Linked DNA regions of Mus musculus: region 2 is linked to region 1. Evidence: chromatin contacts called from public Hi-C data. All regions are on one chromosome and are shown on one strand. The core of a region is the stretch at or near the end of the contact, and the rest is flanking DNA. Distances in the headings are between cores, read along the strand shown.

Region 1 (7,083 bases), core at 774-3,273:
TCAAAGACTAACATGTTAATAACTGGAATTACCCAGTATTCGAACACATTAGTGTGTTAGTATTTACTGATTATGACTATTATAAGTTATAAATATATACAAAGTATAAATATGGCATAACCAAAACCCTGCTTCATTTCTTCCATAAAGAATATAAATACATGCTACAAGTATCTGGCAATAGAAGACACCAATTTTGGCCAACCTAATTCATCTCAAAAGCACTCTTAGTCCTACTTTTTCTATGTGAAAAACCTTTAAAGACTGCTGGAATTGCAGAGATTCTCAAACAGTGCTCTGGCAAAATGAAATGAAACTAGAATCTACATCTGCATCTGCATCCTACTGCACGCTTCCTTCCCTTCAGAGATACGGTTGGTATACTTCCTAGACTCAGAGGGTGATAAAACCTTCCTCGAACCAATCCTAAACCATACTAACAATTAAAAGGGCTAATATTTTTTTTTAAAAAACTATTTTTACTACGTCTAGCTGAAAAATAAACACCGTAAATGATTTTTTTAACCTCGCCGAAGCTAAGGCAACCAGTAGTTGTGTAACCTCTTTAAGAATTCAAACTCAGAGCCCAGAGTCAAACCTGTAAATATGCTGGTGCCAGGAATGAGAAAAACTAAAGATTTCCAAGCAAGAGAACAAGAAGGGACTTTCAGTGACAAGCCTTTACTTCAGAAAGGGAGGTTTTAGTACCCCACCTACTAATCCGATGCCAAGCACTGCGCGGCGCGGAAACCCTGCCGAATTTGAAAATAAATGTTGCAAAGGCTCCGGGGGAACTGCAAACAGGGATGGAAACTGACAGCTCGGCCTCAGAGAGAAGCCTCAAGTAGGTCAAACTGTGGCAACCGCCTGCAATCCCGAGTCCACTCCAGTGGGCTCAGGGGAGTAGAGCGGCGTCTTTCAGTCCTAAAGGGGCGGGATATGGGCACTGAGACCTACAGCCCGAGCCCCAGCGGTTCGCCTGCTCTCACCTCTCTTGGGGGCCTTGATCAGAGGCACCCCTCCGCTCCTTTCGCCGTTTTCCTGCTTGTCCTTGTGCTTGAGATCGCCCGGAACGCAGGCGCCGGGGTCACCATCGGAGCCGCGGTGGTGATGGTGCTTGTGCCGCTCCTTGTGGCCCTTATGCTTGGGCCCGGCCGCGCTCACCGTCAGAGGCGAGAAGGTGAAGAGGGCCGAGGTGCCCGGGGCCGGGAGCGGGGCAGCGACAGTGGGCCCGGCGGGTGCCAGCGACGGTGGCGGCGGAGGCGGCAGGAGCAGAGGTTCAACAGGGCCCGGGACGGTTGGGGCGGCATTCGTTGGAGGCAGCGGCCCGGGATGTTGGCGGCTACGACGCCGCCGATGAGGGGGAGCGAGAGGGGGGTCCTGGCTCGGCCGCCCCCGCTTCTCCTGAGAACCCCCGCTGCTCGCCCGGCGCTGCCGCTTCACTCCCCGCGGCGAAACCCCAACATGGGGTTTCTCCTTCCCTTCTTTGTCCGGCTCCTCCTGCGCCGCCACCGCCCGTACTACGCGAACCGCTCCGACCTGCGCAGCCATTTCACCCACAAACACACATTTAAATGGCCCGACCGCCCCCCCGTCCGCGGTTCGCGCAAGCGCTGCCCGCGCATGGCCCGCTGGGCATTGGAGTCTCTCCCCCACCCTCCACTGATCGGTCGTTCTCGTAGACCTGAACATGCCGGAAACGGCAGTTCCGACACCTCTCCGCAGACCTCGCCAACCGAGCTTCTATTGTAAAGCACCCTGGACGCGCAAGGCCTTGCGGGAGTTGTAGTTCCACCGCCCTTCGCGTTCTTCCCCCTCCCCCTCCGCCCCCACTTTGCTCTCTGAGTGGAGGAGCGGAGGGGAGCGTGCGCCTAGGCACGCTTCGGGGTGCCACGCAACTGCCGCCCTCCGGCGAGTTGCCGCCAACCGCCCTAACCGCCCAAACAATGTTAATAGCTTTCAGAGTCTCGCCGTGTGTTCAGGCGCTCCACTTCCAGTGTTCCTCCTTCATCTTGCCCGGAGGTGGTCTCCATAGTGACTTTTCAATTTCGTATTTCTCCCCATAGCCTTTGTGAGGTAAAAGAATCTCCAGTTTACCCTTGACAAACCAGGAGGAAAAGAATTTCGGAATATGTAAAACGACGGTTTCGCTGTAGAACATTGTAAAGCTGCTATTCAGAAAAGAAAAAAAAAATTTTTTTGAAGCATTTCCTATAGCACTGCTGTGGCGACCGCTGCAGGCTCAAGGCAGGTGCAAATGTTGCCTTAGGCGTTCCCTGAGCGCAGCTCCGCCTTGCCAGAGTCACTTTTCCCTCCAATTCTTGGAAAGGTAGAATCCAGCATTTTTGTTGAACATACAGCTATAGTTAACAACAAAAAAAAATGTCTCGATAGAAATTTTTAATTTTTTTTCAACCCATACATATAAATTTGCAAATGTGAAAAGCGCTGTCAACCTGACACTGTTCGCCAGGAGATGGTGTTTACTCAGAAATCCGTTTTGAGTTTCATTACTTTAGCTTTTTACCTAGAATTGCATTTAAGTCCTTGAGAAAGCTATTTGGAAATAACCGACTACAATGATGTACTAGGCATATAAAAGACACTGTGGTTTAACACCACTAGTTCCCAGAGAAGTAACTTAGGCTGAGTGAACTTCTGTAATAAAAGTTATCGTTTAAAATAGAGAAGTTCTTGAACACCTACTGGGTATACATTGTACTACAATAAACAAGTAACAATACAGGTCAATTTGCCCTAGCATTTGGGTTTCCCAACAAAAAGTATTAAAGCGCAAATAATACTGTTGCTAGGCTGTATTTTCATAAGTAAAAATATTAAACTGATAGGGAAAGTAAAGCCAACCCTTTACAATAATAAAGAGCCATTAAATTATTTACTGTATAAAACTAGATTTGAAATATAATTTACTTAGAAGAATCCATAGTCATATAGAAATACATTTTCAAATCACCAGTACCTTTAAATGGTTGTGAACATAAATTCGTTTTATGTGGACACGTTTATCTATAGGGCCTTTTCTATGAAGAACACACTATCAAAAAAGAAAGTTAAAGTGCTAACAAAAAGTAACCGCTGTTGATTTTTTTTTCTTGAATTGGTAAGTGAATAACTGGGTAAACATACATACAGTTGGACACCTCATAGCAATACAGAAGTGATCACTGCCGTTATTTGTACATCATCTTTCCTTCTTTTACGCAACAATTGGGGAAATTGAGGAGATACACTCCGTTTAGACATTTAGTCATTTTCACAAGCAGTACTGCAAGCACAAAGGAAGGAGTGCTTTGTTTTCTAACTAAAACCTTTAGTCAGTCGTGATGGAGCACGCTTGCAATAGCAGCGGTCTGCAGCTTGGAGAAGGATCAATAGTTTGAGGCCAGCCTAGGGCTGCATAGCAAAATCTATTTTTTAAAGTTATTTTTAATATTAAGGCAGTGTATAAATTTAGTTGAAGGGTCGGAGAGACAACTCAGATGGTGAATTAAGTGCGTTTAACTACTTTTGCAGAGGACCCTGGTTTAGAACCCACGTAGCAAGTCACAACCTGTTATTCCAATTCAAGGGATTTGGTTCTCTCTTCTGGCCTCGATGGGCACTACACACAGGTGCTGTACATACATGCAGGCAAAAACACTTGTATACATAAAAATATTTTAAAGAGAACGTTATGATCAAATTCTTACAATTCTATTGAAATTAATGTTTATGCTGGACTTGTGTGCTTGTTACCACAGCCCTCCAAAGGCTATGGAGGAGGAGACATCATCTCAAAATAAAAATTTATATTTAAAGAAAATTCATATATAGAAAGAAAGTAAAATATAATAACTTTCAAACGTGAAAAGTAAATACACTTTGAAGCATAAACTGAAGTACAAACTTTATTGGCAGTTCCCAGTGAAATATAAGGAATATGAAAATACAAGTTTGCTGGAAGTTTGTCACATATTGCTTTCCTTTTCAAGACTATTGACAAAATATATCCTCATTACTGATATTATTATTATAGCAGTATTCAAGTAGCTTTATCTGCAGGTACAATTTTAACAAATATTCTTATAAATCCAGAGGTGCGTTACATATTCCAAGCTGATGGCGGGTTCCTTGGTCCTTTGGGTTTTGAAAAACGATTTCCGAAACCTGAGGACAAAAATAAAACTGAATGAAGATGGGTATTTTTATACACAGAAATTAATACTTGAATTTTAGAGTATAACATTAAAATTTTAAGCACCCTTTTTGATCAATTTAGTAATAGATTGTGGAGGCATTTTAGTAATTAAAGTTTAAATGAAAATTGAATATTTTTGTTGTACTGGGGATCAAACTATGGGCCTTGCATAGGCTAGGCAAGTGTTCTGCCACTGGAGCACACCTCCAACCCAAATACTACTAATATTTAAACTTAGCGCATTTACAGATTAACTAATAGTACTAACTATATGAAGAACCCTGGTTATAGTAGCCTGTAATAATTAAATATATAATACCATTTATCTGTTTTATTCACCCACTGATCACAAAACAAATTTCACTTTTATAAAATTAAGTGTGGCATTATTAAATCTAGTTCTGTATCTATGCAGCCACAGAAACTCCTGAGTTTACTAAAACATTAAGTTTCAAAACTTATAAAATATAAGATAATCCTGAGAAGAAGAGGTTCTAAGTGAGTTATAATTACTTTTCTTCCTGAAATGCACCTTCCTTGCCTCCACAATGAAGAACATGAAAATCTTTCATATAAAATAAAAGCTATTACTGGGTGCTTTCAAAAAGAATTTCGTGATGAGGACATTTATTCTTTGTCACTAGCGATGTAGGTCTTGACTGTGGTAGATTCTCAAAGCATCTTAGCAACTTTGGTGCCTTAAATTTAAAACCGAAGGGTTTGAAAGAGGGAGAACAGAAGATGAAAAACTCAAAGATCTTTCTGGTACTTGAATTTCATCACCTTCCCTAGTAACTACTGATGTTTACAAGTCTAAAACCAAAACTACAGTAGGCCAGGAATGGTACCAACTACTTCTAATCCAAGCACACAGGAAGTTAAGCCAGGAGGACCACAAGTTCAAGGCCAGCCTGGCAAGTTCTGCAAGATTCTCATGCATAGATACACATATACTCATACATACAAACACACAGACACAGAAACACACAGACACACAAACACACACACCTATATGCCAGAGCTGGAATAAACCCCTCATATTTATTAACTAGTAATTTTAAATGTTGGTGGAGGTGTACAGAGCCTAGCTCATGTAAACCTTACTCTTTTGATGATAAAGAGAAGGAAAATATTCAGATGAGGTAGTTACACATCACCATCATCTCCTCAATACAGGCGCCTTTACTATAGCCCATGCACTGCGCAGAGGGGTGAGGACTTGCTGTGTCCTCAGTGAGAACTACAGCTTCAAATACCTATATCTGATCTGAGTCACTAGCTAATTCGTAATACTTTAAAACAGCTGTACACTACAGGTTTCCGAATATAGGTCAATTCAGCAAAAAGAAACCTGAACCATATGCTTTTTTTCCCCTCAACTTAGGGGGTGGGGGCATTTATGACATAGCCCTGAACTTATGATCCTCCTGTCTCACCCTTGCATGTGGTAGGATTACAGGTGTGCTCCATCTGAGGCAACTTCAATATTTTTAAGTAACATATTCTTATAATTTTTATTGCCACTGCTAAAGGAAGCAATGAAAACTAAGTGCTTTCAAGTATAGCAACTTTGACATCTAGGCATGTTTGAGAAGAAGCAACATGGATACAGCTAAGATTTCATTCCAGGGTATACACAATGTAAAGTCAGATGATCCATATGTCACTCAAGTGATGTAGAGAAAAGAAGGAAGCAGAAAACGTCTGTTGCCAAGGCAAAATTACGTGTTTTTTCATAGTTTATACAATGTTCCATCTGAATGTTTTAAACTAATTTCATACAAATTTTAACTTTTCTCTGGTTTTGTGAGACAGGGTTTCTCAGTGTAGCGCTGGCTGTCCTGGAACTCACTCTATAGTCTAGCCTGGCCCCAAACTTAGAGATCCACCTGCCTCTGCCTCCCAAGTGCTGGGACTAAAGGCGTGCGCCACCAACATCCAACCAAATCTTACTATTTCAATTGTAACCATTGAAACATGGAGTGGATGAAATGTAAAGGAAGTTTTATAGCTAAAGAAATAGAGCATTTATAGTAAACATTTTCTCAAAATGAGACAAGGACTATAATAACAGAGACTGATCTCTCAGTTTCTGCTTCTTCCTCTGAAATAAAATTATGTTTGGGCAATTGTATGTCTGCCTAGCAGTATTAAATTTTCTAACCGTTCCTACAATTTTAATTTTTAAATTTTATTTAAATAAAAATGAAATTTTGTTTAAAACATATAAAAATAATTTTTTTCTATGTGTTTTGATGTTTGGCTTCATGTATGTCTGTGCACCATGTGCTTGCAGTCCCTGCAGAGGTCAGAAGTGGGCATTAGCTTCTCTGGAACTGGAGTCACAAGTGCTGTGAGCCACTACAGAGGGCTTAGAATGGAGCTTGGGTCCTCTGGAAGAATATCCAGTGCTCTTAATCACTCAGCCATCTCTCCAGCTCCAGATTATATACATTTTTAACTCTGATCTAAAATGATACACATACCAAAATTCAGAAAGGAGCTGGAATTTTTTGGCTGAACACGTTCTGTAGGCTTGCTTGGTGAGGAAGAATTACAAACACCTGTAATCAGAGGAAAAATACATAGGGTAAAGACTGACAAGAGGTTTAGATTATAATTTATTTCCTTGCATGATCATTGAAATTAAACATTTCCTCCAGAACAATACTCCAAAATAAATATATCAGTATCATATTGAAAGTGTTTAAATTGTTGAAATTATATTTGTATATTATAACTATGATATGGAGAGGGGGGGAAAGACCTCAGTCTGCAGGCATAAACTCACTATGGATCCCATGACAGCCTTGAACTTGTGGCACTCTTCCTACTTTGGCATCCCAACTACTGGTATTACAGACCTGAACAACCATACCAAACGA
Region 2 (6,930 bases), core at 2,911-5,410, 1.1 Mb before region 1:
TGGGTCCTTTCAGCAAAATCTTGCTAGTGTATGCAATGGTGTCAGCGTTTGGGCGCTGATTATGGGATGGATCCCTGCATATGGCAATCACTAGATGGTCCATCCTTTCGTCACAGCTCCAAATTTTGTCTCTGTAACTCCTTCAATGGGTGTTTTGTTCCCATTTCTAAGAAGGGGCAAAGTGTCCACACTTTGGTCTTCGTTCATAAAAATTTTTAAAAGAACTTAATGGACAGTCTGTAGATGTTCACTCTGTCCTTCTGCCACCTGGGTTTCAAGAACAGAGCTCCCATCGTCAGGCTTGGCAGCAGGTGCCCTTACCCAGCCATCTCGCCGGCCCCACAAACCGAAAAGATGTTGCTGCATTCTCTATTGTCCTAACCCACTGAGCATGGTGAGAGGTGATGCAACACAGTAATTGTGAGGGTGTGCTCTGTATTTAGCCAGTCCAACCTCCTTTACTCTATCATTGCCTCCCAAACACTTAAAATGTCTACCTACAAAGTTCTCCCATTTCAGAAAAAGACTTGACCCAATTCTTCAGTTGTGGGCCTCTTTGAACTCAATTTTCCAAATCTGGAAAAATGGGAATATTAATATTCTTCCTAGGGTACTGACACAGGTGCTTTATATAAATTAACTCCACAGTACCTGGGACACAATTTAATATTTAATTGGTATAATATACACTATAAACCATTATATATTATAGCATATCATATAATATATAAGCACACACATATACAGATACACATACACACACACACACACACACACACACACATATATATATATATGATTAGGATTAAGTGAGGAGATTGCCGACTAGATTAGTACCAAGCTGGTCCTCTAAACACTACTGTCCACCCCAATCCTCAGAATGTGGACTAGTTTGGAATAGGGTCTTCGTAAACATCATGAGTTAAGATGAGCCAAGCACAGGGGTACATGCTTATACATCCACCTATTGTGATTTCCAGGCCAGCATGGTCTATATAAAGAGACACCAGCTCACAAAAGAAAACAGTCATAGTGCTCTCTAAGTCCCATATGTCTAAGTGTCTTTATGAAAGAGGAGGACATATAGAAAGAAATACTGAGGCAAAAGGGAAGGCGGCCAGGTCGAGATAGAGGCAGACACTGGGGTGATGCAAGAGCCAAGAAGTGCCAGGGAGTGCCTGGAGCCACAAATCAGGAGACAGTCATGGGATGGGTGTCTTCACAGCCCCCAGAAGGACACAACCTGTCAACAACTGCTTGAAGACCTCTGGCCTCCAGACAGAGAGAACATGCTGTGTTGTTCTAAGCCGCCCACTCGGTGGTGATTTGTTAACAACAGTTTATGACAGGGCAGTGACCAGACCTGGGTTTGTTGTCTTCATTTCCAGTATAACCTCTTTTGCTCTACCATGGCCTTCCAGGCCAGCAACAAACACTTAGGACATCTACGGTGCATTTGCCAATTGAGGAAAAAAGGGGGAAAAAATTGACCCAAATTGCAATCTTTTAGTACTTAAATGACATGAAGTCGTTGCCGGAACACGGGAACCATTTAATAAATATTAATGGACAAGCTGATTACACCAAATACCCCAGAACGCGGTGGACCGTGTTTACCTATTCAAGACATTGTGAGCCTATTTTCTCGCTCTACGTGCCAAGGACCCTAAGCTTATTTACAAGTTTTCCACATTAAGTCATAAGGTTCCAGAACTCACAGACACCGTTGAAGGCTGAAGGTTATCTGAGGCGCAGAGCCCTGCCTGTTCACTACCCCAGGGGTGATAAGTTGAAAGCCATCTAAACATTCTCAGGACTCTGAGTCTTACAAGGCAAGGATGACCTCATCCTGTTGAGCTTTTCTACCCTGGCTCAGGAATGGGCTTAAAGGAACCCGGAGCGTCCGTCCGGAGCTGCTCGGTGCTGTAAAGGATGTGGGTCACATGGTACTGTTTCCATTAGGTCAGCTTTGGAGTAGAATGGGTGGTGGTGGATTAATAGCTACAAAGGGAGGGAGAGGAAGGCTGGGCGAGCTGATTCACTGGAGCAAATCTTGGAGTGAGTCAGAATCCAGCAGAAAAATAGCCTGTTGTCCCACATCTGCCTCATTGTCTGGCAATGAGACACTTCCTCCGTGCATACCCACAGGCAAAGCAAAGGAAGGAGGAGGAAATGGATTCTTTTCAGGCTCCGTGGTACTATTCCTATACCTAATACTGTGACTTTAAATCACTTCGGACATTGTGTCCTATTCTGAGAGGTCTCCTTTGGCCATGGTGGTCTGCAGCACACTGTGTGGCCAAGAAGGATCTCAAATTCCTGCTTCTCCTCTGCCTCCATCTCCCACAGGATGGGATTTACAGGTGTGCACACCCTATCCAACAAGGCTGTCTTTCTGAATACAGAGCATGCTGTCTTTGCGAAACTCTTAGTGCTCTAGGTCATTGTTCCACAAGCACGGGGGCTGTACTGTAGCATCTCTGCATGCTGTCTCCAAGCCTGCAATGGAGTTGCTGGCTTTACTCTGCTGCTATGCTAATCACCACCCTTCCCTCTCAACAGGCCCCCCCACCACCCCCACCCCCACCCCCCACCCCCCCCCACCCCCGGTGGAAACTGGTGGCTGGTTAGCAGACTGTGGCACAGATTTGGTGTTATTCTTGTCATTTTTCTTTTCCAGTTCTTAACTCTATAGCCTTCCTCCGGTTCTCTTGGTTTCTTTGACTTCGTCTTCTCATCTTAATTTCTTACAGTGCTATCCACATTGCAGGGTAAGACAGTCTTCCCACACAGCACTGACACAGATAGTATATGGATGAACGAAGCGCTGTGTGGACAAGAAATACTGTTTGACTTCCTCTAAACCGTGATTACTTGGGCTGGGTATCTCTTTACCCAGACTGTAAACTGTACCTGTCTCGAGGGCTGTTTGCCTAGGGCAGTGGTTCTCAACCTTCCTAGTGCTACTGTCCTTTAATACAGTTCCTCATGTTATAGTGACTCCCTCAAACATAATTACGCTGCTACTTCATAACTGTAATTTTGCTGTTCTAGATTGTAATGTAGATATTTTTATAATGGTTGTCTAGGGGGTCGTGACCCACAGGTTGAGAACCATGAGCAGAGGGCTTTTTGTGTGTGTGTGTGTGTGTGTGTGTGTGTCCCTAATAGTCTCTTGCTGAATATTGTGAAAATTAGGAATAATGTATTCCGCGTAATATGTTACTTGTGCACTCAAATACTTGAGTTCTTATATGTACGTGTTACAAGTTCTTTAAAGCAATGCGGCTATTTAAACAGTTCAGTCACTTGTGGTGCTGAAGTGCAGGCTATGTATGGTAGAGTGCAATCTCTTCCCTCCAGGTCTTGTTTCTATCACTAAGATCTGCATTCCTGTGCTCAAGAGGCCAGCCATTTCCCCTCATCCTACTGTTCCGTTTCGGCTTCGTTACAAATGCATGGTCCACGGTATGACGGGGCCCAAACATATAAAATAGCCCCCCACATACATGAATGGCAAGCACAGTGTGGGGAAACACCAGGTAAGTTTGCAGCTATTTGGCTTTGCCCTGAAAGGCAAGTCGGTAGGGGTTATGCTCTCTACCAGGTGCTTCCACCCCAGCGTCTCCCTTTGTGTACATAGTGTGATGTGGTAAAGAAGATGGTCTTGCGCCCTTGCTTTCCAGCACCACACCCAAGGGGGAGAGAGAGAGAGAGAGAGGGAGAGAGAGAGAGAGAGAGAGGGGGGGGGGGCAAAGAAGACACGTTACTAGGTTTTCAATACTAATTCGAAAACAAACGCTAAAACTCACTTCTTTTATTCACATTTTAGATAAACCCTCAATTAAGCCACCACAAGGTGTTCCCAGGGTCCTGAAAAGTTGCAGAACCCGGGCGGAGACCAGAGCGAGCACAGACTCCAGCGGACCAGAGGAGGGTACTTCCTCCCGGAAGTGACGCCAGCTCAATCCCAGCCTGGCTCTCCCAAACAAAAGGGATCTTGCGGCCCCAGGAGGAGCCGGGATGACTTTGGAGAAGCCCCGCCTTCAGGCGGCGAGGATTGGTTTCAGAGCCGCAAGGGTAAAGCTATGATTGGCGAGGGTATCTGCCTGTCACTGCCGCCGGCGGGTAAGGGGCGGGTCCTGGGAGGCTGGGGATGGGGAGCGGGCGGCGGAGGCGGCGGCGGGGAAGGATCCCGGAGCGCCGAGGCCAGGTACGGAGCGTGGGCTCGGGGCTCTGCGGTGCCGGGGGAGCCGGGTCTCCGAGAGAGCCTCCTGGCCCGGAGCGTGAGTGGCTTTCAGCAGAAGTCCCTGTCGGGGTAGGGATGGTCCCCCTAGGGGGCGGGGCCGCCGCCTCCAGATCCCGGGATTCCCCAAGGAGGCGTCGCGGCATCCTCCGGGGTCTTTACGATTGTTCATTGTCTCTCGCTAGCCTCCGCCCCTCAGCAGGGGTCTCCTCCTGACCTGTCTCACTCTAGGTCGCCTTTTGCCCAGCCCTAGCCTCAGAGTGGTACTGGTGGGTACCGTTTTCTAGGCTGCAGCCCCCACCCCTATATTGGATCCCTGCGAATTCAGACATCCTTTCCCACATCTGTCCCTGCTGGCAAGCGTGGGTCCAGAACTAGGGTTCTGTATAAGATTTAAACACACACACACAAACCAGCGTTTTCCTTATGAGGGATGGGCGAGGGGGAGAAAAAAAGACGAAACCCAGACAGACACCTCCAACAGCCAAAGCGGCCTTTCCCCCTCTTTTAGCTCTTCCCATCCCCCAGCCTGTGATTGCTCCTACAGCCTCCCCAGATCCTGTATTCTCTTTCTGAGTGTTGAAAGCTCCCCGGCTTAAATTATACATTATCTTCTTCCCATCGCCCTTTGTACCTTTCTTGCCCTTTCTGTTTCTTTTGGGAGAAACCAGCTTTTAGGGGCTTTTTAGGTTTGAGTTGCCTTTCGATTTTGCTTTCTACCCGGTTTCTTCTCTTGAGAACTTAGTAGGGAAGCATCCGCATATTTCATAGCAAGGTGGGTGTGTTAGCTTTCAGCAGAGCTGGCCTTGTGTGGGTAGGAATGCAGTGTGTATTGTTTGACAGTCACTGAATAATACCATATTTTCAAATGAAATGGTGCCGAGGAGTCAGTAAATGCCTTTGCAGAAGGAGTCCCCATCTCCCAATTTGGAGTGGGCTGGTCCGTTGCTCAGGGAAACTGCAGTTAACCTTGAAGGTGTATGGCAGGTTGAAACAAAAGACAGGAAGTATTTGAACAAAATTCAGGTTCAGTTGGCTAGGTTTATAATTAATCTGGTCCTGTGGCCTCTGAGTACTGTCTCACCCCTCTTTTATAGTGGGATTTTACCCTCAAAGGAAACGAATATACATGTAATGTGGTGGTGTCTAGCACACCATCATCATCAACCAAAATTTAAAGCATTAAAATAAAAGGTACTTTTCAGTTTCAGAGAGAAGGGCAGATAAAAGCCTTGGGAATTCAATTTTCACGTCTCTGTAGAGTCCCTGTAAAGATCTACTAAAGTCTTTGGCATTTTAGCAGTTGCAAAGTACAAATGATTTTGTCCTGACATTAATGTCATTGAATCTCCAGTCATCATCTGTGGCCAGCAGTACCACCTATTAATTTTTCCATATTTTTAGCATTTTAAGTTTTTATCTCAAGTTCATTTTCCTGTTGGTTATTTATAGCTGATAGAGGCGAGGTGCGGAGTTGCAATCAGAGAGGGTGATTGTAGTGGCTGTTGTCTGCAGCCTTCCTGAGTAGACTTCCTGAAGGTAATTAGTTTTGAGTAGTCAGGTTCCTAGGTTTCAGAGCCACTCTAGGGGGCTGCAGATCTGTTCCATGATTGTTTCCAGATATGTAGTGAGAGGAAGCACAAAGAAGAAACTGTATGCAGGGTCTCTCCCACAAACACAAAGTTTATTGCCATAGGAGGGAGAGATACATTATCCCAGAAATAGCAGCAGGGGTTTAAAAAAAAAAAAACCCTAGAAGTAAAACAGGAAAGCCCTAAAAGATGTGTCTCATTACCTGAGTAGAGAAGGGAAATAAACTAAGGTAGGAGACGTCAGGAGACCCAGGGAGCAGTGATTTCCAGGGCCTGGACAAACAGGAGAAGCAGAGTAATCTCATTGATGTTTTGGCACAATAAACAAGACCTGTTTGATATACCTTTGGATCTGGAGGGTTTGTTTTATTTAATCAAGAGTGGAGCACTGTGTCTCGCTATGTTTCTGAAGATTATGTAGCCCAGGGTGGCTTTCCCGTTCCTGTTGGGATTACAGCGTGTACTCCGATGTTCAACTCTGGGAGAATTCGTTCCTCTAACCATTTCAGTGTCATTTTTGGTCATGTTAGATGAAGAAAAGCATTGTGTGCAGACAGTGTGTGTGTGTGTGCGCGTGTGCGTGTGCGTGTGCGTGTATGTGCGTGTTTAGTGCATTTCGTTAAATTATTCTTAGACTGCATGAAGTCTTTGTAGCTTCCACAGTGCCCAATACGAACACTGAATTTAGTCTAAAGTTCTCACCTAAGAGTCAAACTAAGACAGATAACATCTAATAAAGTATGGCACATCTTGTTAGTTTAAACCATCTGCCTTCTTGTCTTTGTGTAATTTGATTTTTCCATATCTGACATAATAGGAAATTGCAATATCTGAAGTGGCTAAAATATTGACTTTCCTATGAGAAAATACCTCTGGTTAGGTGCTGTATATAATTTCTTTTTTACTGTCATGAATTCTGAGCCATACTTATAAACATGATCAATTGTAGTCATTTTAAAGATATATATGTACAAGAATCTGACCTAATGGGGATGGAGTGAGTTCTGAAGAACATGTTAGGAACTATTGGTTAATTTTTATTTTAGTTTCTGGGTATTTGGTTTGACCCTAGTGTGCTGGCTAGTTTATGTC

What was found. Hi-C and Micro-C count contacts between places; a contact is called where the count stands out from the background.
Region 2: a contact with region 1 is called in a Hi-C map of muscle stem cells, with 4 times the contacts expected there. The contact joins the promoter of Cttnbp2nl here to the promoter of Rsbn1 in region 1. A contact is called at or near these places in 3 of 39 promoter capture datasets (hippocampal neurons, liver and pre-B cells) and 1 of 484 Hi-C or Micro-C datasets (muscle stem cells).

The regions. Positions count from the first base shown.
Region 1 is chr3:103,909,060-103,916,142 of GRCm38.p6, reverse strand. Rsbn1 (rosbin, round spermatid basic protein 1) reads right to left here and starts at 2,023. Exons shown (of 8, transcript NM_001356556.1): 1 at 990-2,023. The coding sequence starts at 1,692. It overlaps Ptpn22 (protein tyrosine phosphatase, non-receptor type 22 (lymphoid)), which reads right to left. Exons shown (of 21, transcript NM_008979.2): 20 at 6,685-6,762; 21 at 3,891-4,167. The coding sequence ends at 4,103.
Region 2 is chr3:105,050,183-105,057,112 of GRCm38.p6, reverse strand. Cttnbp2nl (CTTNBP2 N-terminal like) reads left to right here and starts at 4,160. Exons shown (of 6, transcript NM_001163332.1): 1 at 4,160-4,213.